Linked DNA regions of Hordeum vulgare: region 1 is linked to region 2. A link is a contact called in public Hi-C data. All regions are on one chromosome and are shown on one strand. The core of a region is the stretch at or near the end of the contact, and the rest is flanking DNA. Distances in the headings are between cores, read along the strand shown.

What was found. Hi-C and Micro-C count contacts between places; a contact is called where the count stands out from the background.
Region 1: a Hi-C map of leaf shows a contact between it and region 2, with 8 times the contacts expected there. The contact joins two enhancer-like sites. A contact is called at or near these places in 1 of 6 Hi-C or Micro-C datasets (leaf) and 1 of 1 datasets of contacts at active chromatin or transcription factors (embryo).

Annotation. Positions count from the first base shown.
Region 1 is chr3H:114,337,604-114,341,511 of MorexV3_pseudomolecules_assembly, reverse strand. It overlaps the pseudogene LOC123439639. Among protein-coding and RNA genes, the nearest start is that of LOC123439638, 160 kb to the right of the region's middle. Within about 2 kb of position 1,526, at least 1 of the 3 cell types and tissues checked has open chromatin away from gene starts, as enhancers often do. A contact at or near this core is called in leaf, where this site is marked.
Region 2 is chr3H:114,179,092-114,183,190 of MorexV3_pseudomolecules_assembly, reverse strand. No RefSeq gene overlaps it. Among protein-coding and RNA genes, the nearest start is that of LOC123439638, 6.5 kb to the right of the region's middle. Within about 2 kb of position 2,525, at least 2 of the 3 cell types and tissues checked have open chromatin away from gene starts, as enhancers often do. A contact at or near this core is called in leaf, where this site is marked.

The DNA of each region.
Region 1 (3,908 bases), core at 277-2,776, 160 kb before region 2:
ATATTGTGGTAATCATGTAAAGTAGTAATTCTTAATGCTAATTCGAAATATCATGAGATGCCTATCCAGTGTCTAGTGTGTACAAGAAAAGTGAGAGCTGGGAGCATACTGTCATCTATCGAAGAACACAACACAGGGAAGCACAATGATGGTCTTTCCTCCTCATCTTTATCACCATTGGTACACTCAGCGAAGAACAATTCACGAGGTGTGGTAGCAGTATCTGATCCCTTTGGTGCTGCCAAGAAGTTGATATGGAAGTACTCATATTTGAACCTCTTCTTGAACAGAAAAGCAGTTGAACCTTCAGTTACCTTGGGATTCACACCGCAGATAATATGAAGTTCATAGTCCACCTAACATGGCAGCATAAATGATTGTGGATCACTTTGAATCCTGTTACACATTTAAATAAATGGATAAAGAAAAGAAGCAAATGTACCAACCCCTTTCTGCTGAGAAAATTTATTCAGTGCAGCATTGACCTTTCTGACATAGAAATCTTGGTCAGCCTTAAATTTTCTTCGAATTGCTGGAATTAATTTTTTCTGGTTTTCGTTTAAGATCTCTGAGCATGACGATACTTCATTCAGTAACAGAGTGTGCTCCTTTGACTTAGTAGATGAAGATTTGGACACAAGCATAGCGAGGTGCTCAACTGTGGAGTCATTAAGTGTTTGAGTCAGCATATGCGACAACTTGGTGGGCTCAATGTCCAGGGACAATGTGGTGAATTTCACTAGTGCATCAGGGTCAGAGTGCCATGAATCAACCGCAGCTTTCTTATAGGCATCAAGGTCAGTACCGCCGATAAGGAAACCAGACTGTTCTACCATCTCCATGGCTAACCGTAAGTTCACATTGGCCAAAAGAAGGTGCCAGAGAGCATCATGCTCCGAGAGAGAACTGAAGCGAGCACGGAGGAAGGCGACGATGCCATAGAGGGAGCAGCACTCAATGCGCATAAGGGTCCTTGTGCATATCATGTCCACCTGAAAGTCAAACTCGAAATCTTGGTGCATGGGGAATGCAGTGCCATACCAAATGGTGTTGAAGATGATGTTCGAGACAGGATCCATGGGGCCATAGCAGTAGCCGCCCTTGATGAGGCTGCAGTAATGAAGCTTGCGTAGGCCATCCCTAGGCAGCCGGGCGAGTGCCTCTAGGTAGAAACCATGGATCTTGCCGAGGAGCAGTAGCTTCAAAGTCTGTGTATGTCTGAATGTTCCATGCATACCCGGCTTCCACTCCACAGATTCTGTGTTCCTGGGTGTCAGCTCACCCCTCTTTCTCTTCTTCTTTCTATCGGCACCAAGAGAAATCGAGGCCCTGAGCAGCCTGGCAAGGAGCTTGACAGCTGCAGGGGGTAAGCAGCATCGTGCCCCAAGAATCTTGGACACCTTGACCGGCGGAGACATCAATGACAGCGAGACGCCCACCAGGACGGCTGGTTTGGGATGCCTCGCGGACAGGCCGGGCAGCACACTCCAGGGCTATTTTGGTGGTAGGTGAGATGATACTGAACACGGGCTCGTCGGGGCTCCTGTTACGGTCTTGCTCGATGAACCCTACAGCGCCGGGGAGGTCGCATCCGGCCAGGCGCAGGTAGCGCAGTGCTTCTCTTTTCTCCAAGTAACGGTACTGAAAGCAAAGGAAGCTGACAAGACCCTCCAGCGACCGCCGTGCCACGGTCATGGAGTCGACACTGTCTGGGGACAGCGGCATCTGAAAGATTCGTCCATCTTTTGTGTTGGTCCTCACCTTAGAGATGATTTCCTCTTCTTCCTCCATTTCGTCCTCGGAGCTTGGCGTGTAGGAGATGGTGTTGGCGATGATGTTGGAGACCGGGTCAAGGAAACCGAAGCAAACGCCGGCCTTGAGCAGGCGCGTGGTCAGCGAGGGTATACTCTCCGCCGGCAGCCGATCGAGCGCCGACTCGTAGAATCCGTGGATGCGATCTAGCAAGATGCATATGTCCTGCATAACGCTCTGACGCGTAACACCATCAGGACAATATTCGCCGATTCGGCGGAGAGGCTTGCCATGCATGTCGGCAGACGAACTTGCTCTTTCTCTCCGGCCTCCGGGCTCTGGCGATGGGGGCTTTGGCGGCGAGGGAAGGAGCGACGGCAGACGCACTTGCTCTTTCTCTCCGGCCTCCGGCGATGGGGGGTTACTTGGGGTAGGGTGGCTGGGCGTGGGGATGGGATGGGGGGCGGCGGCGGCGGGATTCCTATTTTATTTTCCGAGAAATTAGATGTTTTATCCACTTTATTACTTTTCAATTTGATAATTATACCCTCATGAAAGGCTGCCGGGTGGAGCCGGGTCCACTAATCATTGGGATAACCATGAAAGAAATCATCTACGGAGTAACTCCTTGTAAAATGAGACAAATCAATAAATTTCCCCCTATTTTCCACCAGTATTTTGACCGGAAGGAGACCCTATACATCTCGTGATAGCTATTACTCCCTTCGTCCGAAAATACTTGTCCTAGAAATAGATGTATCTAGACTTATTTTAATTATAGATACATCCACTTTATACATTTTTAGGACAAGTATTTCCGAACGGAGGGAGTATTTAGCTGGGTCGGGCCGAGCTTTCTTAAGCATCCCCACGAGTAATCACATCGTAAAAATGAATTCCTTAAAAAACATAAAAAACGAGTTTTGTATTTGAAAAAGAAGGATTGTCTCCGGTAAAACAACATAAAAAGGAGCGACCGCTAAAAAAAAGTTGCTACAAATCAACCGAGCTGACGACAGCCATGCAGCACCTGTATGAAAGTCAATACCATCCTGGTTGATTTTTTGAAAACATCAGTCACGTCTTGGGTCGTTGGATGAGACCCTCGCGAATCGTCCGATTGATCAACGTAGAAAGATGACAAAGCGGCAGACGCGTCCTCTATCCATGAACTGCCCTTTGCACTGCAGCTCCGTCGACCATCGGTGTGTTGCTCTGCGCTCCACCGGCCGGCATGCAGCGACACCCCCGCTGCACCGCAGCTCCGCCGTCCACCGACGTGTTGCACTGCAGCTCCACTGCCCCAGCATGTCGTGCCACATACGCTGCACTGTAGCTCCATCGCCGCCCACGTGTTGCGCGCCCAGGCTCCCCCATATGCATCCCGTATTTAGGCTGGAAATGAGGGTTGTCGGTTAGCTCAGGCGTTTGAGACCCGGTCTAAAAGGCCTATCTGGATTGAGTTTTTATGACCGGGCACTGATCGGACGAACAACCCAGACGTTTAAGGAGGGCTTAAGGGATCTGATTGTAGTTGATCTAAGGTTGCACAAGAAAGCGGCATGTGGGGCCCAAAGCAACATAGGGAGTTGTTACCCTTATGTCTCGCATTGAACGACACAGTACAAACCCACGCTGAACGGTGCCGCAAGTTGGGTCGGCCAGGCGCGTAAAAATTTACAGCCTCATTTTTTATTTTATTTTGTTTTCCATGGTTTTTATTTTCATTTTGCTATCTTTTTTACTTTCTATATACTCAATTTCCTATAAATAAATATATTACAAAAATCACTCTACTTAAAATAATTGAAAATGTTGACTAATCATTTAAAAATGTTAAATGTGTATAAAAAAATATTCAAAAATAAAAGTTTTATTAAAAAAATGATAAAGTATTTTAAAATCATAATCAATAATTAGAAAAAAAATGTTAAACAAATGTTTTAAAAATGTTAATCAAGAATTTCGAAAATACCAGATGTATATAGAAAAAAATGTTAACCAAGTATTAAAAATGATGACAAAATTTGATCGTGTGTATAACTATAATCAAGAATTTCCAAAAATGTTTAACAAATGTTTGAAATTTTTAATCAAGCATTTGAAAAATATGAAATGTGTATAGAAAAAATGTTTACCATGTATTAAAAAATTAG
Region 2 (4,099 bases), core at 1,276-3,775:
TAGAGAAAGTGTTGCCGACACTGAAGAATATTTCAAGATGCGGGGAAAAAGAGGAAGATGGAGAATGAGCTCAGTTTTTTTAAATTAGACTATGCTAAGATGGTGTCGGTCAGTGCAAAACAGGTTCTTACTGAGCTGAAAGCACTGGTGGAGAAGATAAACCTGGCTGATCATGCATCGGTCGATTAGGAAAATGAATATATTGTTTTTATATATGAAGGTGAACTAGCTATATGTTGTATTGTGTTGTTTTCAAGTAGCTATCGTACTATGGTGTTAAAATATATTTATGTGCCTCATACAAAATTGAAAAACAGTTGTTAGATATGAAATGTGATACTGCAATTATTAATTATTTATTAATAAACCTGCTAAATGTGTCATGGAACTTTTCAACCGGTTCTAGTAGTAAAAGCGGTTGTGATGGATAGCCCAATGTCATACAGTTTTCTTCATCAAATCGTGTGTGGCATAGTTGAATAAGGCAAACGGTTAACAGAGGCACGACATGTGTGATCGTTACACCTATCAAACACGAGGCTATACATAAAACTGTGTGGGGTGTATATACGAACAGAAACGTTCGTCTAGGATTCACTGTGTGGGATGTGCACACGAACGAAAACATTTTTCTGGGATTCAATGTGTGGGAAGTACACACGAACGGAAACATTTCTCGTGGATTGGCTATGTGGGTTGTGCAGACGAAGGGAAACATTTCTCTTGGAATCACTGTGTGGGATGTACCTACGAACGGAAACGATGGCTAGCCCGATCGCACACGAGCTCATTTTATGCAGCGTGTGTGACCGGAGGGCCTATCCCCGACGGTTTCTGGGTCATGTGGGAAGGACCCCCCTATCACCCAAACTCACTAGGCGATAGATTAAAATATCACCGCGGAAAGGGGTGAAAACCGTTTGTATAACACATCGATGCACGAGTGATGATTTGATAGAGGCCATAGATTATGAAACTGTTCGCAGGATTCATCTATAATGGTTGCTGCCTAGGTGTCAACTGAATGAAGATGGTGCCAGGTTGCTATCAAATGATGAAGAAATAGAGAGCATTGTGAGAGTGGTAAAGAATGGGAACAGATTCTTATTGTTTTATGTGGATCATGAGGATAGCTACAATGATGATGGAGGAATAGATTGTGATGATGCAATTGCTAATCCCATAGCTTAGCTACCACTTGTTTTCGGTCCTAAGATGGCAAGCATTGGCACTGTTATTATTAAACAGGAAAGCACAACCGATTGCAGTTATGTTGAGGATAACGACGGGATTGCAAACATTGAACTTGAAAGCAATGAACAAGTGGGAGTTAGGGTTAGGCCAAGAGGAAAGAAGGACGAAACTGGTGAAAAAGAGGATTGGCACAATGATGATGATTCTGATGATAGTGACTATTTGTCGGAAATAGTGGACAATGACTTTGACATGGAGGCTGGGATGAGGACTCGCGCAAGATCAATTGTGTTATGTCAGTGACAAGAAAGGCAAGCAGGTTGTAGAAGATTGTAACGCTGCAGATGAAAAACAAGAAGCTCCAGATTCAGATGAATATGAAATGAAGTTCAATTTCAAAGCCTTTTCACCAGAAGATATGCATGACCCTAAATTTCATGTGGGGCAGTTGTTCTCATCGGTTGATCTTCTCAGAATGGGAATTGGAGAAATGGTGTTACGGAGAGAGTGGACATCACATTTCCGAAGATTGACCGAACAAGGCTTGGAGCTAAGTGTACAGAGCATGGATGCCCCTGGTATATGTATGCATCTTTGGACAATAGGACCATTTCAGTTATGGTGAAGACATTTAATGGTGTTCATAACTGTAGCAAGAAGTGGCACTAACATCAAACAACCTTGCCCAGAACAAGAGTGAATATGTATTACTATGTATGAACTGCGACCTTCACATCGCGTCAATTGCTCAGCTCCAACGATTGAACTGGATCCACTAGTGGAAACACTTCAATTTCACGGACACCTACAGAACACAGGTGCACTTCTCTGGAGTTCACAAACACAGCCACAGGTCATGAAGTGGGCACGCGACCTGGATGCACACTTCGGACGGAAGGACGCTTGATGACGACCAGGTGTGCGTCCGACGTCACCACATCACTGCCATCTCCGACCACCGTCGCCATCAGCACCTGCCTGTCTCCTCCATCACAACCATGGAGGGCGTCTGCGTGAGGAGCAGTTGCCCCGTCACCAGACGGAGACATGGTTCTCCCCGCCGCCACAATCCCTGCTGAAACCATTGCCGAAGCAAGCTGCGCCTCCGGACACCGGGCGCGACGGGAGGGGACAAGGGCGACTGGGATGCCACCGATGATGGGAGGGAGAGGCGCGATGGGAAGTGAAGAGGCGCTGATGCAGCCGCCGTCGCCGTTGACCGAACTGTCCGTCGCGCTCGCGCTGGCGGCACCCATCGTTCTCGATGCGGGGGTGTGAGGATGCGGGAGTGGGGTGGATTGCGATTTGGGGATTTTGACCAGGGGAGACGATCGACTTGTTTTTACTGCGGGGCCTCTATGTCGACGTGGCAGACATGGCCGTATGCCCAGGACTGGTTGTGTTAGAATTTAATTAATTATGTAATTAGTTAAGTAATTTCTACTACCTCCGTCCAAGTATATAGGGCATGCGTTTAGTTCTAGGTTATCAATTTAACTAATTTAATATATATTATATGCGATAAAAATTATATATTCAGGAACTACATCCCCACATGAATCTAATGGTATGTTATTTATTACATATAATACATATTTAAATAGTTAAATTAACAATCTAGAACTACGCGTATGCCCTATACACCTAGACAAAGGGAGTACTTGTAACCGCACGTGGATCCCTCCCACGATGCGGAACCGACATATCCTTCCTGAAGCGTCGCCTTCAGGAACCGCCTTTCCCCTGGCATATAAGTGTTCATCATCAAGGAATAAAACATACAGTTGATTCATTTGCATCTCCCTCTCGTTTAGATTACAACACGTTATCACCACTGCTCTTCCAGAGCGCTTTCGACGAGATCGAGGAGATAGACAGGAAGAAAGAAAAGCTTTCTACGGGGACAATCCGATGAAAGAGGAATTATGCCTTGTGGACAGTGCTACCACAAACTCCATACTGAAGTAGTTGAAATATTTTCAGACTCTGAAAAAGATGAATGAAGATATTTTGACAATCGCTGGACGCGATACAGTAATTGTTGGCACTGGACGTGCCATATTTACCCTCCCAGGTGGTACACAAGTGACAATTGAGGATGCCTTGCTGTATCCCGATTCATCCCGTACCCTCATCAGTTTTCGAGATATCCGTAAAAATGGTTTTCACATTGAAACTCATGATGACAACAACGAAGAGTTTCTACTCTTTACAAAAGATTACGGATATGGCAAGCAAGTACTTGAAAAAATTCCTTCGCTATCGTCCGGACTGTACTGTACGTACATCAAGCCCGTAGAACATGTTGCTTACAAGGTAATTTTTCAGAATGTTAATGCATTTCAAACTTGGCATGATCGCCTTGGTCACCCCAGTGTTGGGATGATGAGGAAAATTACTAGCAATTCAATTGGTCATAATTTGCTTGAGTCAAAGTTTCCTCAGTCATCAGACTTTGTGTGCGCATCCTGCGCCACAGGGAAACTAATTCTGAGGCCATCAACCTTAAAATACAAGCTGAACCACTTCAGTTCCTTGAACGCATTCAAGGTGACATTTGTGGTCCTATCCAACCATTATCTGGACCATTTCGGTATTTCATGGTTCTGATTGATGCATCTACACGATGGTCACACGTGTGCCTTCTATCCACACGAAACCATGCATTTCCCAAGATAATGCGGGAAGTAATTAAGTTACAGGCCCATTATCCAGAAAGTCGGATTAAATCAATTCGCATGGACAATGCTGCAGAATTCTCTTCACGTGCTTTCAATGACTATTGCATGGCCTTGGGGATAGAAGTTCAGCACTCTGTCCCATACGTCCATACTTAAAATGGTTTGGCCGAATCTCTAATTAAAAGGATCAAACTCATTGCAAGACCTTTGTTAATGAATTGCAG